Regions from separate parts of the Mus musculus genome. Here all the other regions are linked to region 1. Evidence: chromatin contacts called from public promoter capture Hi-C data. All regions are on one chromosome and are shown on one strand. Each heading gives the region's core, a stretch centred on a gene start, on an enhancer-like site or on the middle of the called end of the contact. The rest is flanking DNA. Distances are from core to core; before and after follow the strand shown.

What was found. Promoter capture Hi-C pulls out the DNA fragments that hold promoters and counts their contacts.
Region 2: a promoter capture Hi-C map of hippocampal neurons shows a contact between it and region 1, with 6 times the contacts expected there. The contact joins the promoter of Lhfpl4 here to the promoter of Rad18 in region 1. A contact is called at or near these places in 7 of 39 promoter capture datasets (the 3T3-L1 cell line, cranial neural crest, embryonic stem cells and 3 more), 1 of 484 Hi-C or Micro-C datasets (LSK cells) and 3 of 115 datasets of contacts at active chromatin or transcription factors (astrocytes, large pre-B cells and stem cell-derived neural progenitor cells).
Region 3: a contact with region 1 is called in a promoter capture Hi-C map of liver, with 2.9 times the contacts expected there. The contact joins the enhancer-like site here to the promoter of Rad18 in region 1. A contact is called at or near these places in 17 of 39 promoter capture datasets (the 3T3-L1 cell line, 3T3-L1-derived adipocytes, the C10 cell line and 12 more), 1 of 484 Hi-C or Micro-C datasets (cortical neurons), 10 of 115 datasets of contacts at active chromatin or transcription factors (the 230-238 cell line, effector CD8 T cells, embryonic stem cells and 7 more) and 2 of 9 other capture datasets (adipose tissue and liver).
Region 4: a promoter capture Hi-C map of liver shows a contact between it and region 1, with 4 times the contacts expected there. The contact joins the promoter of Lmcd1 here to the promoter of Rad18 in region 1. A contact is called at or near these places in 3 of 39 promoter capture datasets (the 3T3-L1 cell line, liver and stem cell-derived epiblast-like cells) and 1 of 484 Hi-C or Micro-C datasets (muscle stem cells).
Region 5: a promoter capture Hi-C map of hippocampal neurons shows a contact between it and region 1, with 2.0 times the contacts expected there. The contact joins the enhancer-like site here to the promoter of Rad18 in region 1. A contact is called at or near these places in 2 of 39 promoter capture datasets (HPC-7-derived erythroid cells and hippocampal neurons) and 2 of 484 Hi-C or Micro-C datasets (both in cortical neurons).
Region 6: a promoter capture Hi-C map of the HPC-7 cell line shows a contact between it and region 1, with 6 times the contacts expected there. The contact joins the enhancer-like site here to the promoter of Rad18 in region 1. A contact is called at or near these places in 18 of 39 promoter capture datasets (the 3T3-L1 cell line, the C10 cell line, the HPC-7 cell line and 8 more), 3 of 484 Hi-C or Micro-C datasets (bone marrow-derived macrophages, double positive thymocytes and embryonic stem cells), 15 of 115 datasets of contacts at active chromatin or transcription factors (the 230-238 cell line, acute myeloid leukemia, bone marrow-derived macrophages and 7 more) and 4 of 9 other capture datasets (adipose tissue, embryonic stem cells, liver and 1 more).

Annotation. Positions count from the first base shown.
Region 1 is chr6:112,695,044-112,698,339 of GRCm38.p6, forward strand. It overlaps Rad18 (RAD18 E3 ubiquitin protein ligase), which reads right to left and starts at 1,627. Exons shown (of 12, transcript NM_021385.2): 1 at 1,501-1,627. The coding sequence starts at 1,551. It overlaps Gm35824 (a long non-coding RNA gene), which reads left to right and starts at 1,625. Exons shown (of 2, transcript XR_377964.4): 1 at 1,625-3,212.
Region 2 is chr6:113,193,543-113,196,838 of GRCm38.p6, forward strand. Lhfpl4 (lipoma HMGIC fusion partner-like protein 4) reads right to left here and starts at 1,842. Exons shown (of 4, transcript NM_177763.3): 1 at 1,673-1,842; 2 at 276-761. The coding sequence starts at 681.
Region 3 is chr6:113,140,335-113,143,630 of GRCm38.p6, forward strand. Setd5 (SET domain containing 5) reads left to right here. Exons shown (of 22, transcript NM_028385.1): 18 at 3,279-3,296. Among named protein-coding and RNA genes, the nearest start is that of Lhfpl4, 53 kb to the right of the region's middle. Within about 2 kb of position 1,542, at least 27 of the 459 cell types and tissues checked have an H3K27ac peak or open chromatin away from gene starts, as enhancers often do. A contact at or near this core is called in liver and memory CD8 T cells, where this site is marked.
Region 4 is chr6:112,272,288-112,275,583 of GRCm38.p6, forward strand. Lmcd1 (LIM and cysteine-rich domains 1) reads left to right here and starts at 1,471. Exons shown (of 6, transcript NM_144799.2): 1 at 1,471-1,685. The coding sequence starts at 1,644.
Region 5 is chr6:112,417,656-112,420,951 of GRCm38.p6, forward strand. No RefSeq gene overlaps it. Among named protein-coding and RNA genes, the nearest start is that of Gm40395, 5.2 kb to the right of the region's middle. Within about 2 kb of position 1,841, at least 18 of the 459 cell types and tissues checked have an H3K27ac peak or open chromatin away from gene starts, as enhancers often do. A contact at or near this core is called in cortical neurons and hippocampal neurons, where this site is marked.
Region 6 is chr6:112,971,452-112,974,747 of GRCm38.p6, forward strand. No RefSeq gene overlaps it. Among named protein-coding and RNA genes, the nearest start is that of Srgap3, 26 kb to the left of the region's middle. Within about 2 kb of position 1,555, at least 114 of the 459 cell types and tissues checked have an H3K27ac peak or open chromatin away from gene starts, as enhancers often do. A contact at or near this core is called in the HPC-7 cell line, embryonic basal ganglia, embryonic forebrain and 1 more, where this site is marked.

The DNA.
Region 1 (3,296 bases), core at 377-2,876:
ACTCAATGCGAAAAATAAAATAAATAATTCTTTAGAATAATTAATGTAAATATAAGCAAATACAACCAAGGGAGTACCTACTTTTAATCTTAACACTTCAGTGGCAGGAGCAGGAGTATCCAAGCTTCAAGCCTACCTGCACTACTACATAAGGAGCCCGTCATAAAGCCAAACACAAACCAAAAAGTTGTCATTTACAGTCCATATGAAACATTACATAGCTATAAAAACCTGCTTGTGCTGGGCAGTGGTGGCACATGCCTTTAATCCCAGCACTTGGAAGGCAGAGGCATTGAGGTCTGTGAGTTCTAGGCTAGCCTGGTCTACAGAGCTAGTTCTGGGATAGGCAGGGATTCAACAAAGGAGGCCTGTCTCAAAAAACAACACACACACACAAAATAAAACAAACAATAATCAGTTGTGGAAGGGAAATGTTCAGGTTGTAATAGATGCATTGTTTGTAAGAACAGAAGGAAAAAGCCTGCACTCAGAGGACAGAGCTAGTTACGGGACAGCCAAGGATATCCAAAAAAACCCCTGTCTCAAAAAACAACAATTATAAAAGCAAAGAATAACCAACTGTCATAGGGAAACCGTCTAGGTTATAACAGATACAACGTAAGCCTGCTGCACTCAGCAGACAGAGGCAGGAGGGCTACCCAATCTTGGTAGAAAACAAACATCAAAACAAAAAACATCCACCGGATGGGCAGAGGTGGCACACATCTTTAATCCCAGCACTTGGGAGGCAGAGGCAGACAAGCAGATCTCGCTGAGTTCAAGGCCAGCCTGGTCCTACAAGAGCAAGGCTACACAAAGAAACCCTGTCTCAAAAACAATCAAACAAACAAACAACACATCCTACTAAATGTTATTTAAGGGAGATAATTCAGTATGCAATAATTCCTTAAAAGGAAAGGCTAAGCGCTGGGTCTAGGTCCTGGTCTCTCTTTTAAAAAGATGTGAGCCAGGGGCTACAGGGTATGACCTCGTCTCCTAAATTAATAAAATAAATAAAAGTTAAATAAAGAGAGATGCGTCATTATTGAGTCATGGAGGGCACATTAGGCAGGGAAGCCGGATGCAGTGTGTTAAGAACGTGGAGGACTTCTGGACCACAGCCAGAAATGGAAAACCATGATAAGCGGACCCTCTGCTATACTGCTTGATTATAAAATGTCATCCGATGCAACGTCCACACAAATCACGAGTGGTGTCACTGTTAACACAGGAGTCCTCGTAGGATGTGATGTCACCATCGTTGACACTACTTTACGGGGAGACGCGGTGATAGTGACAGAAACCCAAAACATCCGGTTCGTTAGGGCGGCGACCTAAGGCTGACTGCGCAGGGCCGCGGCGCGTTCCCGGACCGTCTCGGGGGTTGGAAACTGAGGACCGGCGTCGCGAGGCCAGGTTAGGGCCGAGGCGGCGGCGCGCGGACCGGGGTGCCTGTTCGCACCGACGACGTCCGCGCCCCGGCCTTCCCCCGACACTCACCTTCATCACCGCCAACCCCGGAGGCCATCGCGGCTCGGCCAGGACCTCCATGGCCGCACCTGATGAGACCGCCAGCTACCGGCCCGCCACGCAGCTCCTCTACTCGAAATTCCCCGCGCTACACCGTACGTCAGCTACGTGCGGCGCGCTCGCGGCGAGCGCACGGCATGCTGGGAGCTGTAGTTCTTGTGCGTTGGACGTTAGCGGCTTCGGAAGACCGAAGGGGAAAAAGTGAGACATTCCAGGGCGTAGCCTGGAGCGATGCAGGCGTTTGGACCTCTTGGATCCCGAGAGACAAGAAGATAAGTGAAAGATTAAAAGCAGCTTTAATCTGTCTTATAAAATGAATAAACAAAAGATTCCGGAAGGTGATTGAATATTAGGAAAAAGAAACCAAATGAAGCCTAAGCCTTGGTAGAGAGTTCAAGATCTAGGCTCAGGTCTTCCCTCTTCAGGTAGTAATCTCTGGTTGCTTTAGAGATCTGTCTTGCTCCTTGAAAATATCTAAAGTTACACTTCTGTCTCAACTCCTCTTTCTGTAAGCATCCACGAGAGCCACATAGAGCCTCTGTTCTTCAAAGGTAACCACGGCTAATATTGGCACTTAGTTCTCAGATAGTCCCCATGTATAAAAGGACCAGTGTTAGCAAAGAGTGTTATTAAATCAGTTTAACAGGAACCCACATTCTTTTTTATCAAATTACTCCATCTACTTGAGAGGCTCCTCACCCTCTTCCATCTCCCAGGTGACGCCTTATCTCCCGGACCTGTCTCCAGAAAGGTTCCTTTTAGGCTCATTTAACCAGAGCTCCATTATCTGGATGTGGAACGCTGACCAACACACAGCCAGCCTGGCTACTCAGTTCAGCACTCATCTTCTGCCTTCTGTGGGCCTCCGCTGTACTAGGTCTCAGGGGCCACAAGTTGGTCCAGATGACTCGCAAGACAGAATCCCGAAGCTTGCGGTATCACTGATACCCCGGTGGCCCACACATTCACCGATTCAACATGTATGTTTTGAAGACTTACAATGGACCAGGCATGTGAGCTCTCCTGGAAAGTAGGGGGAGAGATGTGGCTGTTACAGACACTTTACAGGTGTGAAGACTAAAACCCAGCAGGTTAGGAATTCATTCTTTTGAGTTTTTATCATAAAATAATCCCTGTAATCTGAGCCAATTAATTTTTCCTAGCCTACAGTCACAGATGAACTGTGCAACACCAACACAAACAACATTTAGGTGATAGTTTACTTATTACAGTAATAGCTAACACATATTAGACCACCTGTATTCAAAGCACTCCTGTGGCTTTGGGTTGTTTTGTTTTGTTTTGTTTTTGCATCATGCACTTACTTGGTTTACTCATTATTCAAAGGAAAGAAAAATGGGTAATTGGTGCAGAGCATTCTGCAGCTAAGTAGAAGCAGGGCTTGAACTCAGGATGTTGGGCTTTTGAGCATATAAACTACCACAGAATCGTCTCATAAGAGTCTGTCTGGTCAAGACAGTTCTTTCCGCATGCAGATACGGAACCCAGTGTCAGAACAGCAAGAGGATTCAGACACTGAATCTAGCAAGTCGGCAGCCAGGAGGTAAATGGCAGATTAGATGCAAGGTGGATTTGTACCAACCCATCAGGGGAGAGTACTCACATGAACTCTAGGTTGAGTTGGGTGCTGCTGGATAGTTCTGGGAACATCGGAGGGGCAGGTGGCAGATTAGATGCAAGGTGGATTTGTACCAACCCATCAGGGGAGAGTACTCACATGAACTCTAGGTTGAGTTGGGTGCTGC
Region 2 (3,296 bases), core at 592-3,091, 500 kb after region 1:
CTCAAACGCCGCCAATAAAGACCCCCAAAACACGAACATAGTGCTAATCCATCAGTAGACCCGAGCTTTCAACATGAGGGATCCAAATACCAATTCTAAAGATTGTCCCCTGCCCTAAGGTGGCTCTCTGTTGTTGAATGTTCTCCCCAGTAGCTGCTGAGAGCTGGCCTGAAGTGTCTCAATACAGAGAAGAGGAATTTAGCCCTGACTCTTCCAAGAAAGAGCTCCCATCTTTAGCATCTTTGCTAAGGGTCCTGCGCCCACTCCTCCCCTACCTGCCAGGAGCTGCATCCAGGCGCAGATCTTGTAGACAGTAGCAGTGTTGCAGAAGAAGAAAAGAGCGAAGCAGGTGATGCAGCCGAGAATCAGCACCATGGAAAGCAACACGAAGAAGGCGGCCGCCTTGAAGGCGCTGGACGGGATGGTGCTGAAGTCGGTGAAAGAGCCCCGGCAGGTGAGCTCGCGGCCCGCTAGCCCGCTGCCCACGCAGTAGTGGAAGAGGCCGAAGTAGCCAGGCTTGGGAGTGCTCACGCTGTCGCCTACCCAGTAGGGCTGGATGAAGACCACCACGTTGATGATGGCGAAGCAGATGGTGAAGATGGCCCATAGCACGCCGATGGCCCGCGAGTTCCGCATGTAGTGCTCATGGTAGAGCTTGGAGGCTTCCTGCGAGGGCAGCATGGTGCCCGGGGGCGGGGCCGGCGGCAGCGGCTGACAGGGGGCCGCCGGCCCAGGACTGACCACCGGCCGCGGGGCGGGAGCTGGGGACGCACGCGAGAAGCAGCCCTGAGTCTAGGAACTCGCAAGGGCGGGGCCTGAGGCGGAGCTGGGAACCTGGGGGCTGACTGGGGAGCTAGGAGGGGGTCATGACAGTGTTGGGGCGGCGACTTGAAGGCCTCCTATTGGGGGGCCTGAGAAGGAGTCATGGGAAAGTTGGGGGGGGGATGGGATGAGGACATGGGATCTGGAAGTAGGGGGGTGCCAGAAAGTGCTCGTGGGGGAGTTCAAGAGGGGGCTTGGGAACTGGTGCTGGATTAAGAAGGGGACGTGGGGAGATGTAATGAAAGATGGAGATCAATATTGGAGCATTAACAAGCACCGAATAGAGAGAGCTGGGAAGGGCATATTGGAGCTGTTATTAGGGGTAGTGGGTCTGGGACTGGGTGTCTAAAGGGGATCTGAAAGAGGATAGACGCTTCTCTATAAGGAAGAGAAGAGGTTGTCAGGGGCTGGTACTGAGGGCACGAGGAAGGTTACAGTAGGGCCAGGCAGAAGACTGGAGCTGGTACCCAGGGCTAAGTGTTGGAATCAGGATGAGGCTAGCGTGGAATCAGGGGCTGACACTGCAGGGTCTGCACTTGTGGCGGGGATTGGGGGGCGGGGATAGGGGGGGCTCCTTAGAAGCCGGGGCTGAATGTCGGCTGCGGGGGGGTAGTGTAGGATTGGCGGGCCAGGGCCGAGGAGAGTGGCTTTCCAGGCCAAGGGAACAGGCGATCGAGGCCAGCGGGCAGTCTGGGCCTGGAGGGGCGGGCGGTGGGCAGGGGCCGTGCCTGGCGCGGGGGAGCCGCTGGGCCCGGGTAGGGCCAGAGCTGGGGGGGGGGGGGCTGCCCCGCGCCCAGGCCGGACACGCGCGGAGGCTGCGGCCGCGGAGAAGGGATGTGGGAAGACCAACCTGGGCCGAGTCGGGACGGCTGATCCGGGACCGGCAGGGCTCAAGCTCCGGTGCTCGATGCTCCTAACAGCGGTTGCCTTGGCCCAGGCGGCGTCCTCTGCGCGGCCTCCATCTTGCTCCGGCTCTCCCCGGGGCGCGCTCCCGCGCCGAGGCGCGCGCTCCCGGGCACTGGCGCGGCGCGGCCGGGGCGCGTTCCCGCGCGGGCGTAAAGAACTGAGAGGAATGGAAGGGGGGCGGGGGAGGAGGAGGGAAAGGGGCCCTCCAGGTTCTGACAGTCAGAGGTACGGTCAGGCACGGTGACCCTGAGGTCCCTCAGCCAGAAACATAGCCTCTACCCCAGCCCCGGCTTCAGGCCTCCTGACTACTGGGACTCCCTTCGGTCAACCTGAGTTGTGGGGTTCCAGCTCCCCACAAAGCCCGTGGAAATGGGGGAAGGAACGAAATGAGGATTATTGATAGACGTTGAACTCAATCTCTTGATTCCTGATTACCCCCTACCATCTATGACAATGCCTCCAGTCTCTCCATTCTGCTTCCACGCCTTTGCGTCTTAGAGGCGTTGAAGGTTTTCAGAGTCTCCTAGGAAACTGTCAACACCCCCCTGGGAGAGGGAAACTCCTAAACTGTTAACACCCCACGCCAGCCTTGGGGATTCCTTGGCCCACAGAACAAGGAGATGGAGCCAGGGAACAAGACCCAGGCTGAGTACCAAAACCAGGAGGGAAAGGGGCTGGCAAGCTGGTTTTTCCTTTACATCCTCCCCCGTGCCCAAGTCGATGCAAGCCATGAAGTCTGAACATCATGAAGATCTAAACAACAACGCCTCAAAGTCAAGGGTGGTGATTAGGCCAAAGAACACCCTCAGGGGCACTCCTGGGAGGCAGCTTGACTCAGTCATTGCTTAGCCTTTGAAACCCAGACAAACTAACACTAACCTTGAACTTGAGCTATCGGGACCTGTTTCCTTATCTGTAAAGTGGACAAATTATGCCCCATTTTATAGAGGTGTGTGTGTGTGTGTGTGTGTGTGTGTGTGTGTGTGTGTGTGTGTGTGTGCTCGAGCACGCACATGTTAGTGGATCCCAAACACTGGACCACACAGAGAAGTATGTTTGTTGAAACTCATATCTATATGCAAAAACTCATGTCATATTTTTAAATGTCTTTTTCCAGTGAAATAAGAAACTGTTCTTTTGGTCTTTGGGTTTTTTTTTTTTTTTTGGTTCTCCTTTTTGTTTTTTGTTTTTGTTTTCTGATTATGTATTTTGTAAAAGTCTGCTTTATTTGGGGAGAGTATGCTAAGTAGTTCTAGCTGGCCTAGAACTCACTGTGTTAAGACCAGGGTAGCCTTGAACATGCAGGAATCCTCCTGCTTCTATCCGAGTGCTGAAATCGCAGGCATGCACCAACAAGCTTGTTTTGTGTCTGTTTTGTACGTTTCTGGAGATCAAACCAGGAGAGCATTCTACTAACAGAGCGACATCCTAGATCAACATTTTCAACTTTTAAGAAATGGTGGTAACAGGGTGGGGTTGTGGGTGGGTTTGTTGTTGTTTGATGTCTTTATAAGAAACAGGCGTTTGAATCCCAGATTATAAAGGGAGAATGGACCTAGCAAATTCCA
Region 3 (3,296 bases), core at 292-2,791, 450 kb after region 1:
GGTTGGTTTGCAACCTTTTTTTCATCAGAAACTATAGCAGGGGGTTGGGTGCTTTGGGTATACATCTATTATTTGAAGACACCAAAAGTTTGAGCCCACTCTGAGCTACATTAGCAAGACCCTGTCTTTTAAAAGGAAAGAATATATTGAAAGATGATATAATACAAATTTTATTTCCATATTGTTTTTTAAACATAAAATTATTATTTGAAAGAAGAAAATGTTGAAATAAACTTGTCTGTTAAACGTTAAAAAGAGCTGGGCGTGGTGGCGCACACCTTTAATTCCAGCACTCGGGAGGCAGAGACAGGTGGATTTCTGAGTTCAAGGCCAGCCAGGGCTACACAGAGAAACCCTGTCTCAAAAAACCAAAACAAAACCAAAAAAAGCTAAAAAAAAAATATTAAAATGCAGGCTAGAGTGATGACTGCCATTAAGAGCACTGGCCATTCTTTCAGAGAACCCAATTTTTAATTCCCATAACACCCATATGGTTCCTCACAGCTATCTGTTACTCTAGTCTCTAGGGATTTAATGCCCTCTTCTGACATTTCCTGGCATTGTGTGCATGTTTTACACAGGCACACAGGAAGGCAAACCACTTGTACACCTAAAGTAAAAATAGTATTTTTAAAAATTTGTGAAAAATAAAGTAGCAGTGAAATATCAATAAGTGTCAGGAGTAAAACCAGCTCCAAGTGGAAAGGAAAAACCTTGAATAAGAAGCGTGTTCATATCTAGAACTGAGGGGATGAGGTACACAGTCACAGAGAAGGAGGGGAAAGAATCTAGAAGAAGGAAAACAAGAGCCCTGTGCTTTGTACACCCAGCACCCTCCCCATTCTAAAACATTGCTATCCACCTTGTTTTGCTGAAGCAGCTCCATTTATATATCCTAGCATAGCATAGCCCACGTCTGTTTTCTGGGCCTCAGTTGTTGATAGTCTGTATATTGAGAACTTTCCCTTTTCCCCAGTGCCTGGTACAGAGTCCTTGTCATAGCTGCTATCATCACTTTCATGTTACCCTTCACACCATCACCTCAAGAGCTCACTCTCCAGTTCCCATGTGTTAGAGAGGTATTACCTCAGCAAAATGTTCTGTCCTATGAAAGTCACAGAAAAAATACACATATACATGGTATTGGGGTGGGAGGGTGCTTTGTTTGTTTTGTGATCCAGTAAGTACAATGGATTTTTAACTCTGTTAGATGTGTGCAGGTGTATAACAGTCACTTGAGAGGAACTGATCATAGTTCACAGGTATACCCCTAAAGCTAGTAAGAGAATAAAGAAAAGAAAGATTATAATCAGAGGAAGTATGGGGTGAAGAAACAGAGTTCCTCTAGGAAGAATAAGGAGTAGGTTGTGCCCCACCATAAGAAACACTGTGAGCCCTCTAAAATGATTCACCTAATTCTTTCCTGAGTTCTAATTGAGGTGTTCATTGATAGCATGAAACATTATAAGTCCTTTCTAAGGTACCAGGAAGCATTTAGCTGAACTAACCACTTTGTGGAAGTGAGTTCTGCAGTTAAACATTTACCATATGCATAAACATTAACCATCCTCACCACCAAATCCCTCCCTAAAAAGTGTGGCAAACAGCCATGCTTATCGTTACTTTCTGTTTTGCTTCTTGACTCTGAGAAGATAAATAACAAGATACTTTTTCCTCCTCTAGAACATCTCCTCCCCTGAGGGTTCCCCTGCACATAGGCCTAAGCCCCTGTCACCAGAGGTAGTTACCATACCATCTCAATCACATGCAGGCTGAGAGTGAGTGCACAAGGGTGGTCCTGAATTGGGGGGTGAGGGGGCTGGACTGGAGGGTGGCCTCTCATTCACAGCAAATAGAGTGGATCTTATATAAAAACTGACTGCACAGGACCGTGGGGAAATGAGTAGCTGTTTTTATGTTGTGGGGTTGCTTTTGTTGTCATTTGGGAGAAGGAATGGCTGAAGAGTTTCATTAAAGAGAATCTTCAGAGGATGTAGATTCTATGTGCATGAGAGCATTGTTAGAGAAAGTCATGAATAACATCCTCCTGTTAACAAGGAAACTGGAGTTGGTCGACACTGTCTCAGTATCATGTCAGCAATGTATAATTGGGGTTAAACTGACAGCTCACACGGCTGGGTGTCTGGGCTTTGGGTGACAGATGAGCAGCTTCCTTTAGGGAATCCAGCGTTCTCTGGCTTTCCTTCATTTCCTCTGGAGTGCCTAGTTGGGTGTAAGTATGTAAGGAAGCTTAAGCCCAAGCTCTGGGTTACAAACCTTCTCTTGTGCAGAGGCTGGGATACAGTTTGTGTGCAGTGATTTATACCTCTTAGGATACCAATTTCAGTACTTTGCTAAGAAACCCTCCTACCCTAAAGATCCAAAATCATGATTTCAGTGTTAGCAGTTATAATAAGCTTTAGACATGTAATTAATTATTAACCCTATAAATCTACATGGAGCTTTTTTTCTCTGTACCTTTTCAAAATTAACTGGCCTTTAGTCTCACTTTCCAAAATAATTAGGGCCCTACTCCCTGACTAATCACCAAATTCTCAGTCAGTAGGATATTCTGTAGATCATCATGAAACTGAAAAGATTATATTCCACTAGTTTATTGTTAACTTCCTGAGTATTGTGAGTCCATCTTGTTGGGAAAGTATAGATTGCTCTGTCTTGGGTTGCTAAAGATTCAATATTAGAAAGGCTTTGATAACTGATCTGTCTAGTTAAGGGAATGTTGGTGTTAAGCGATACAGATAAGCAGTAATGGGTCGGTTTTATCACTGGTGCATTTCAGCCTTTGATATGCTTTTTGGCGGTAGGCTTTAGCAGTTCTTTGATAGATTGATAGACAGCAGAGGACACGGAATTGAACAGACAGAATGTTGCATGAGAAACATAATCCAAGGTACAAGTAAATAAGGAATGGATTCGTTGCAACCTTTAATGCTATTCTCCTAGTGAGTAATTTACCATGCTTGGCTTTTCAACTACCTCCTGCTTTTCTCCACCTTCCCTTACACCTTCCATTGAAACTAATTTAATAATATATAACATCAGAAGCCAGCAACTTAAGACCTTTCTGTGGTGTGTGTGCTTGGGGCTCAGATACATCCCTGGCTACACTGCCAGCCCCACATATGCTGTCAAACGATGTGATGAAGGCTGAGCAGAGTAGTCATGTTTGCAGAATTGCCTGATGCCTTCATTCCCTTTTTGCCCTTTGACTTTTTCTGTTATACCATGTCCCATATCTCTGTTGATTTTTATTTCAGCTTTGTCACCGAAAAGAC
Region 4 (3,296 bases), core at 221-2,720, 420 kb before region 1:
AGGAAGGTCACCAATGGAAAACCTTCTCCAGGAGTCTGGAAAGGGAATCATGGTTTGGGGCAGAAGGGACTGGCGATGATTTGCGACTCCGGAAGAGCACGACAGGTTAAATACTCAGCAATAGGAAGTCTCTGATTAGAAGACTGAAGGATATACTTTAAGATCTATATTGGATCTCCTGCAGGCAATCTTTCACTTTCACCCACTGGAATCCCAGTTTCTGGCAGGAGATTTTGCCCATGTGGGTTGTAGAAAGGCCTCCTCACCTCATGACAGGTGAAGCAGGATTGTTCTGGATAAAAAGGTACCTGTTCTGTATTCTCTTGTGGCAGGGGAGTCGAAGTCGGGAAAGCAGTCTCCGAGAGCAACGTGAGCTCCGGAGCAAACAGCCTGGCCAACTTACAGAAACCATTGTTAGATGTTTCATGGATACTTCATTCCAAGGGTGAGAAACAGATAGATTTTGCTCATCCAGACTTGCAAGACTTAATTACTAATTTTCACAGTCTATCCTTTACAGTCTCGTGCTCCAACCCCTGGGGCCAGTTCCGATCTCACCGTTTTAGACTAAACAAGTCCTATCGAAGAGCACACCTTTGATCACCTGACTATCTCTCCTCGTTTTCTCAGTTGGAACCATAAAAATAATTTTGAAGCTATAATATGGGAACGGCTCCCTGGGTATGGATATTTGCTGCTGCCAAGCCTGATGACCAGAGTTTGATGCTGGGAGCCCACTTGGTGGAAGGAGAGAATTGATGTCCACAAGTTATTCTCTGACCTCCACACACATGCACTCTCTCTCTCTCTCTCTCTCTCTCTCTCTCTCTCTCTCTCTCTCACACACACACACACACACACACACACAGAGAGAGAGAGAGAGAGAGAGAGAGAGAGAGAGAGAAAGAATATTGTTTTCTTCCTCTGAGAAGTTTAAAAGTTATTTTTAAAAAAGATATTTTAAATTTTTAAAAAAATTTTTGTGGCTATTGTTTTTAACAAATGATAATGTACTAGAGTCTTTTCTCTCTGGTTACTAGAGACCTTAGCCAGGTTAGGGTCAGTTGAGGCTTCTGGAGACCACCTGCCCCCGCGCACCCCCCTGGGACAAGGGGGAAGAGGTGGGCAGAGAGCACTGCTCAGCATTTATTTTTGGACCCAGCTCTCTAAAAATACCTTGGCTCTCCTATTTGCTCTCTCTTTTGACCTGAATGGATCTGCCTGGGTCTCCTCTGCCCCTCCCTCTGCTCCTTGCCCTTTAAAGGAGAAGGGCGTGGGGAGGGATTCCTGCCGCCTAGGGGACAGCTGTGAGCCCGAGGTGGCAGGGCAGCCGGCTAAGCTGACGTCAGGGTAGAGTTTAGCCAAGTTCTCAGCCTCCCTGCAGAGGCCACCCTAAGGGAGGGATGCAGCTTTTTGCTCTGATTGGCTGGCCTGGAGTGGGTGTCCACGCGCATTGGCTGGTCACTTTTTAGAGGGAGTCCCGCTCTCCAATTAAAGCGGGCAGCGGCGCGGCTCTGAGCACAGAGCCGCCGGCTGCACACAGGCAAAGGAACCTGAACTTGGCCATTCAGCAGCGCTGTCCAGGCTGCGCGCTCCCTCTGGCCCCTGCCTGAGAAGCCAGGTGCTGTTTCTGCACCGCCAGGATGGCAAAAGTGGCTAAGGACCTCAACCCTGGAGTGCAAAAGGTGAGCGAGACCCCTCTGTATTCCTGTATCCTTCAGATCCCACTGCTCTCAGACGCACTGAGTACCTAGGGACACTTTAATGGTTGCATCAAATCCACAGAAAGCACAGAAAACAGAATAGGTGACAATACTTATTTGAGGTGACAGGTTGACCCCTCTCCAAATTGCCCTTAAAGCCATTGTTAAGAAAGTATTTGCACTGTGCCGTAGTTCTTTATTGATGCTGATTAAAGGTGAACTAAAGTTAAAATTTAGAGGGAGGGAATAGACGCTTATTTGTGGTCATGGGAAACGTCTTGGCTTTCCCTTGCCTGTACCCTCCAACCCCCTGATGTGCCTTTAGTGAAGGTTGGGGGACTGTGATGCAGCCCCTCCCCCTTCGCTAGCCTCCCAGAGTTGTGTGGTTTCCCCAGCACACAGAATAGTTTCTTTTGGTGCAGTTGGCAATAGCAGCCATTCTAGCTCAGGGGAACTAATTTCTGTCCCCAGAGTCTGCACGTTTCCCTTTCAAGAAGGGCTGGCCCAGAGCCCAGAAGGTCACGGGTAAATTGCTGCAGGCGGGGCCAGCAGCTGTGCCTACAGCTCTAAACTGGCTGCCTGCTTACCTGAGGTACACTGAAAGCAGAAGACTGGGCTATGAGAAGACGTAGGGGACAGGAAAGCAGCAATGGCTTCCCAGATGGGGAAATAAGAGGCATGGGTGAAAGAGAGGTGGCTTGCAGGGGACAGAGATGTTCAAACCCTGGCCCTTGGTCTGGCACATTTTAGCTGTACAACAGCGATAAACTCAAATCCTTAGCCGCTCTTTCCCTATCTAGAATGTAAGGAGGAGAGACAGCCAGTACTTTTAACAGCAATCTTGATAATGTAGGCTAACATGCCCAAGCAGTAATTATTAAGCTATTCTCTCAGAGTATTCAATCTTGCAGGGCAAAGTTCTCCTTTGCTGACATTTGGTGGGAGGTAGAAAAGCAAAGGAGAGAAAAAGAGACCGTAGAGCTCAGGGAGAATGGAGGTGGGAGAGGGGAAGCCCCAGACCTCCTGCCCTCCCACTCCTGAGCCTAGTGATTCCTTCTGCACATGGCATCCAATCAGACTTAGTCTGGGCATCTCCCTGATGCATTCACCAGACTATTTGCAGAATCAAGTGTCATCTCTCATCCAGAATTCACAGAGCACTGAGACCTGAGTGTGGGGGATACCTGCTAGTCTCTAATTATATATGGACTTCACTTTTCCTGCTCTCTTTCCCCATGTGTTTGAGGTCAATGATTTGCAAGTGTGTTGCTATAAGCCGGTTGACATCCTAGAATGTGAGATGAAGTCTATAAAGATCCCTCCCCTTCATCAAGAGCCCAGGCCACACTTAGAGAAAGCTTTGCTTTTATTGTCCCTTGCATAGGAGGGTGTGATTCTCTGGATTAGAGATGGAACATGTTCCTCTTCATGTCACCGTCTGTTGCCAACTTCCTTGGCTTGCGAAGGTTTTATTTTCCATTTAGATCCAATTACAGGCTTAGAGAAAGAATGAAGTGGGTAAAGATGAAAGGGTGGGTATCTTTTACCTCTTGGAATTTTAACCATTGGGGAAGATCAGCAAGGGGGTGGATT
Region 5 (3,296 bases), core at 591-3,090, 280 kb before region 1:
ACTCAGTGCTGGAAAGTTTAAGAGAGAAACAGTACTTATAAGAAGGCATTAGCCATAAAGTACAGTATAATTATGTCACAGTCCCAAAGAAGCAAAGTAACAAGGAGGGCCCAAAAGAGGGTGCTTGAATCTCACTCAGGAGGGGAAATAAAATAGACATCAAAGGTTGATGAAGGAAGAGAACTAGGTGGGATAGGAGGTGAGGAGAGGAATAAGGGTGGGGATCAGGTGTGGGGAAGGAGGCAGAAGAGGGCTCTGGGAGAGAATAGAAATCCATAGGGGTGCTTCTCTGGTATAGCCAGAAGCCTAGGATAGGGGACACTCCTGGGAATCTATGAGGGTGATTCTAGCTGAGACTCCTAGAAACTGAGGATATGGAGACTGAAGTGGCCACCTCCTGTAGCCAGGCAAGACTTCTAGTGCAGAGAGAGGGACACCCACCCACCCACAAAGCCTTTGACCCCAAATTTGTTCTACCCACAAGGTGTGCAGAGACAAAGATGGAACAGAGACTGAAGAAATGGCCAACCAATGACTGGCCCAACTTGAGACTCATCCCATGAGAGAAACAGCAGCTAATGGAAACAGATGCAGAGACCCTCAGCCAAACATCAGGCAGAGCTCTGGGAGTCATGTGCATGAGTGGGGGAGGGTAGGATTGAGCCAGCCAGAGGTGTCATGGACACAAGAAGACCCACAGAGTCAACCTGGGCCCATGAGAACTCACAGAGATTGAACCACCAACCAATGAGCAAGCAGGGGCTGGACCTAGGCCCCCTACACAAGTAGCAAATGTGTAGCTTGGTCTTCATGTGGGTCCCCTAACAATTGGAGCGGGGCTGTCTCTGACTCTGTTGCCTGCCTTTGGATCCCCTTCCCCTAGCTAGACTGCCTTGTCAGGCCTCAGTGGGAGATGGTGTGCTTAGTCCTGCTGCAAGGGTGGGTCAATCCTCACAGGGGACTTCCCTTTCTCTGAGAAGAAGGAGAGGAGGTGACTGGGGGTGGGGGGAAGGAGGGTAGGATTGGGAGGAGAGGAGGGAAGGGGGCTGTAATCAGGATATAAATTAAATAAATAAATAGGTTAAAAAATCAAATAAATGTCTAAACTAAAGTTTGGCATTGGAAAAAAAACCCTCTATTCTAAAATGATAAATTATACAGATCATTTAAGAGACAAGTATAGATATGATACTTGTTAATCAACCTCTAGTCATGGTGACAAAACACGAAAGATAAACAACTTGAGGGAAGGAAAAAGATGACTTCTACTCATGTTTCAGCCCCTGGATGACCTGTTGCTTTGGGGAGAGATGTGTAGAAGAGTCAAATGGTCACCACTTGACAGCCTGGATATGAAAGAGAGACACAGAGAGACAGAGAAAGACAGAGACAAAGACAAAGAGTCAGAGACAGAGAGAGTGAGACAGCAGTGGGAAGGAATGAGACAAGCCAGCACCCCCTCCCAAGGGCACACTTGTACCGATTCAACTCTCTCTCGGAAGACCTAAAGGTCCTACCACCTGCCCACAGCCCTAGAGACTGGGAAACAAGCCTTAACAGACTAAGACTCTGGAGAACATTCCAGATCCAAATAAAAGCACAGTAAGACACGCTGTGCACAACCCGTGGACGAGTGTGAGTGTATTTTTGGCAGGAGAGTGGATTTGGGTTGTCAAGTTCATTGACATGACAGCGCTCATCACAAAGGCAAACAAGCCGACAGTATCAGTGTGAGGCAGGCTCTCCCAGCTGCCTCAGGTGTGCCTGGACTCTCCCCCAGATACAGAGAATCGACATCCCAAAGATAGGCTGCCAGTTAGTTTCATCTGTGTTTATGAGTAGAACAGCTCCTTTTCTGTAAAGATCTGACAAAAACGAAAATTGCATGTTTTACATAAGTGCTGAGATAGAGAGAGTGACAGATTCTGAATAAGCCATCAGAAGCATTTATGAATAATGCCTTAAATAAGCCATTCTAGCTCCACACCCACGGGCCCCTCGAGTCTGTGGGAACAGGGAAAATCAAACGGCTTCTATCCGCAATGGTTCAACTGGCCGGAACTGAAAGGGAGTTCTGTGGCAGGCTCGGACTGTTCCATCTCTGCACTCCAGAGCCTTGATGTCTGCACAAGGACACTCTGAAACAAACTCCGTGATTATCCTGGTTTTATGAGGAATGAGGCTCAGCAAGGCAGCCTGCATATAAAGTGTTCAACAGAGTCTTAGCACACAGAGGACATATCAGACTGACAGTTAAATTGTCTGTCACCCTTTAACACTGCGTCACAGCTAGTAAAGGTCAGAGAGCTAGCTCTGCTACTGTGGAGATGCACAGCAACTTTCCAGAATACCATGGGAGCTATCCCCTGCCCTCATCCCCATTGTCCCTTCACTCACACGATCATTATTGTATAAATGACAACCCTGTCTCTATCTCCAATGGCACTTTATTATTTGTGTGTTCCTGGAAGTAGGCTGATGGCCAGCAAGCCTCAGCAATTCTCCTGTCTCCACTCCCTATATCACTGAATTTACAGACATACTCAGCCACACCCTGACTTTTATATGGAAGCTGAAGATTCGAACTCGGGTCCTCACTCATACTCTCTTACCCACTAAATATCTCCATCCCTGATACACATCTAGGTTCAGTGACAGACCGTGTCTAAAGGGAATAAGGTAGAAAAGTACAGAGCAGCATACCCGACGTCTTCCTATAGCCTCTGCTCAAAAATACCCACACATTCTAGTACACATTTTCTCCATACACAAAGGAAGAAGAGAGGAAGAGAGGGAGAGAGAGGGGGAGGGAGGAGGGAAGGAACGAAATGAGCAAACTAAAAATTAACACAGCTACAGTAAGATTTTTTTCCTATAAGAACCTTCCTGGAAACAGCCAGTATCAACATGTTAGTCTGTTTTAAAGATGCCAGACAGCAAAAGCAAAGCCATCAACATCTCTATTTGGCTGACGTGTAATTTATTTTTACCAACATTTTATCATCATGACATTGGATATAACTCTCACGATTTTTAATTTCCCTTGAAACAGTCTTGGGTAGGCACCCCCTTCCCCATGAGACATGACCCCCCACATCCAGTGCAGGACTCACACCCCCTATTGTATCAACCTGGTCCAAGATGCTTACATTAGCCACTGAATCCTGCGGTTATTCTTGTTAGAATCACGGGCAGTGCCATCCCAGTCTGTAATCGGTGCAAATAATTTGTATACTTCAGAACATTTGATGTTAATGATTTTTCACTTACATATTTCTTTACATTCTTGTAAATAG
Region 6 (3,296 bases), core at 305-2,804, 280 kb after region 1:
TGAGAAGATGCCAGAGGTCACAGAAGTCATCAGCGTTTATGAGTGCCCTTTAAAGATGGCATAGTGGAGACACACTGTCACTGCAACCAAGGGAAATAGGCTCAGATCAGAGCAGCTAAGCATGCTGGGTAAGTCTGGTGTCACTGAAATGCAGTCAGATAAGACTCTTTCAGATGCCAGTCATAGGAAACTAATTCAAACAGTGCAGGGGAAAGTAGGGGCTCGGGACCCCCAAGACCAAGTTCTCGGCACAAAGGAGATTTGTCCCAGGGGAACAGAAGGCAGGAATATGAGACAGCGACAGGAGATAGAGGAAGAGGGAGAAGGAGAAGGGAACAAAAAGGGGCAAGGGAGGGGGGAGGAGCATTTGTACCGGAGGGGGACAAAGGACGGCCTGGAGGAACAAGGACTGCCACTGGATAGAAGGGAGACAGACTGTGATCCATAGGCAAATGACAGCTTATAAAGGTAAAGAGGGAAGCCCTGTGTTAGGATGAGGTGTTTAATTTTAATTGGGCATGCTAATTAGATGAATCAAAGGTGGCTTTTGATTGCTGGAACTTGGTAGTTTGCCTCAGAAAGAGGGATCGGTCATATAAGAAAATAGACCTTGGGGGGCTAGCTTTAGGAATGTAATCTAATGGTTTCTAGCAAGGCAGAGAGAACAAGGGAGAAGGGCAAGGCCTGCATGAGCCATGTTTACCTTTCTGGGATGGCTAGGGTCCTGTCAAACAGTCATTTGCATTAAGAGAATTTCTTCAGACCCGGAGTCTGGACTCTAGTGAGAGCGCACATGGAGTCTCAGATCTGCTGTGCTCCCAGCTGTCTTCTCCGTGCTGTTGTCTTCTGTAGATAGCAGCCCTCCCTACCTCCTGCGTATCAGGATTCCACCAGACCCCACTATAGAACCACAGAGCAAGAGACTTGGTAACGAACACTCCAGGAGTCACTTTTTTGCGACCCCAGCTTCATGTGTCCATCTCAGAGCCATCGTAAAAGCTGGAGGGAACAGCTATCCTAACTGGCTAGCCCTTGGGGGTGGAGTGAGGCCGGCAGACCCTTGCGAACTGTATCGGATGTGTTGGGGGAGGTGAACCTGGAAAACACAAGGTGCTGTTACCCGAAATAAATAAATGAATGCTGAACCAGCAGCAAAGGATAGCCGTGGGTTCAAGAGGCACCCTGGGTGTGAATGTATCCTGCATATAATGAGGTAAAGCTGGTGAGAGAGTTGCATAGATTTCAGCAAAGCAAATCTAAGCCACTGAGAAGTCAGGGCAGTGGGAAGCAACATGAACACCCCAGCTGAGACAAACATGCTGGAGACAGAACAGCGACAGACAGCAGGAGGGAATCATCCTGGGGCCATGACCAAGGCTGCCTTGTTAAGGGAGAGAAGTCTGGGACTCGGGATGGAAAGGTGGTCTGATATCATTGAGAACATATCCAAAAGGCCTGTGCTGATGGAGCTGGTGCCTCTGGCTTTCGGTTGAGTGGACAGCTTGTCCCTCTTCAAGGGCTAGGCCCAGCAGGCTGAGGAAACCATAGCAACCACAAGTTAAGAAAGACAGATGAAAAGCTTGTAAACACAGCTTCCAGCCATGTGGCATAGCTTTGGACTCCTAGGAGACAGCCACATAAAAAAAGCAGTCTAGCTCGTGGAGACCAGGCAGAGGGGACTATTTCTGGGCACCACCGTGGGTCAACTCCGAGCCTGCGAAGCAGCCAGGCAAACAGGCAGCACAAACACACGGGTCTCGGGTGGGTTATCCATCTAGATAGTCACACATGCTGAATGGCCAAGCTTGCTCCCTCCAGTAGCTGCTAAGCTACTGTGCTATTAAGCCACACATACACCCTCTGAGAGCCACCTCCTCGAAAACTTCTGCCCCACCCTTCAGCACTGTGAAGAAAGTTACCATGGGCACAGTGTGGCAGCAATGGAGAAACCTGCTGACCAGCTCTGTGTAGCTCCATCATAAATAACCAGCTGCCTCGTGCAATTTCCTGAGCTGCACAACTGGCAGTGACAACGTGCGTTTTCATCCATCATCCGCAGTGATGGCGGGGCCTCAGCGGGGTGCTGATAACTCCATTTTTCAAGGCCATAGCCAAACCCGTTTTTTTTTTTTCGCTGCTGGAGAGTTAACTGTTTCTCTGCGGGTCTTTATATGACAGTCCCCACTGAAAATAGCCATTGAATAGAATATAATATCTATTTTTCTCACTCTGATTTTCCAAAGGCAGAGTGTAATGCACGTGTGCATGCACACACACACACACACACACACACACACACACACACACACACACTCAGAGAGAGGGGGGGGAGGGAGAGGAAGAGGGAGGGAGGGAGGGAGGGAGGGAGGGGAAGAGAGAGAGAGAGAGAGAGAGAGAGAGCAGGAAATTCTTTTCACCTGATAAATACTTGAAATTTTAGGTGCACAGAACCCAAATAGTAACTATGGCAACACAAGCCACTCCAGTAAGACAAGGATTATTCCCAGCACAATAGCCTGGCTTGTGCTCCAAAAGCAAAGGTAATATTGGCTGAAAGCAATTTCAGAATTGGGAAAATCTACCAGCATTTGAAGCTTTGTGTTTAGGATTCCACTTCCACTGGGTGGCAAGATGAATTCACGACTGGAGCTCTAGCGTGCCTCCCAGAGAAAATGAGCCAGCCGCCTCACCCTCTTCTTAGTCATTCCCCAGCCTCAAAGCTGTCCAAACCTCAGGATTAGAGGGCTCGGCACTCAGATACAGCTTGGGAAAATCATAAGGCCAAGCACCCTGACAGCGCTCTTGGGGATCATGCCTCTGGGAGCCCCAGGACAAAGGAATGTGCTGGAGACCTTGCCCATGGTTGACCTAACCGTGCTTGTTTCTCAGCTTAGGAAACTGAGACCCACAGAGATTAGGAATGCTTGGTTATAGTCACATGAACTTGTGCTTAAAGCCACTGGCTGCGGAAGAAAACAAAACAGTATTTGTCATCACATCAAAGCTCAGTGTGAGGCTGGCTCCGTCGGTCAAAGTGCGCGCGCGGAGTAAGCGGACAGCCTGAGTTTGATCCCCAGAACCCGAGGAAGAAGGAGGGATAGACTCTCAAAAGTTCTTTTCTAACTTCCACGTGTGTGCGGGGGCCTGCACACTCCCATGCCCACACATCCACAGGAGATTCTTAAATACTGCGTGTGGAACTGAACACCCTTTCGGTGCACTTTGGAATCTGTCTGGCTTTCTGGTGCCAGGGTGGAACCCAGGGCCTTGTGCGTGCTAAGCATGTATCCTTCCGT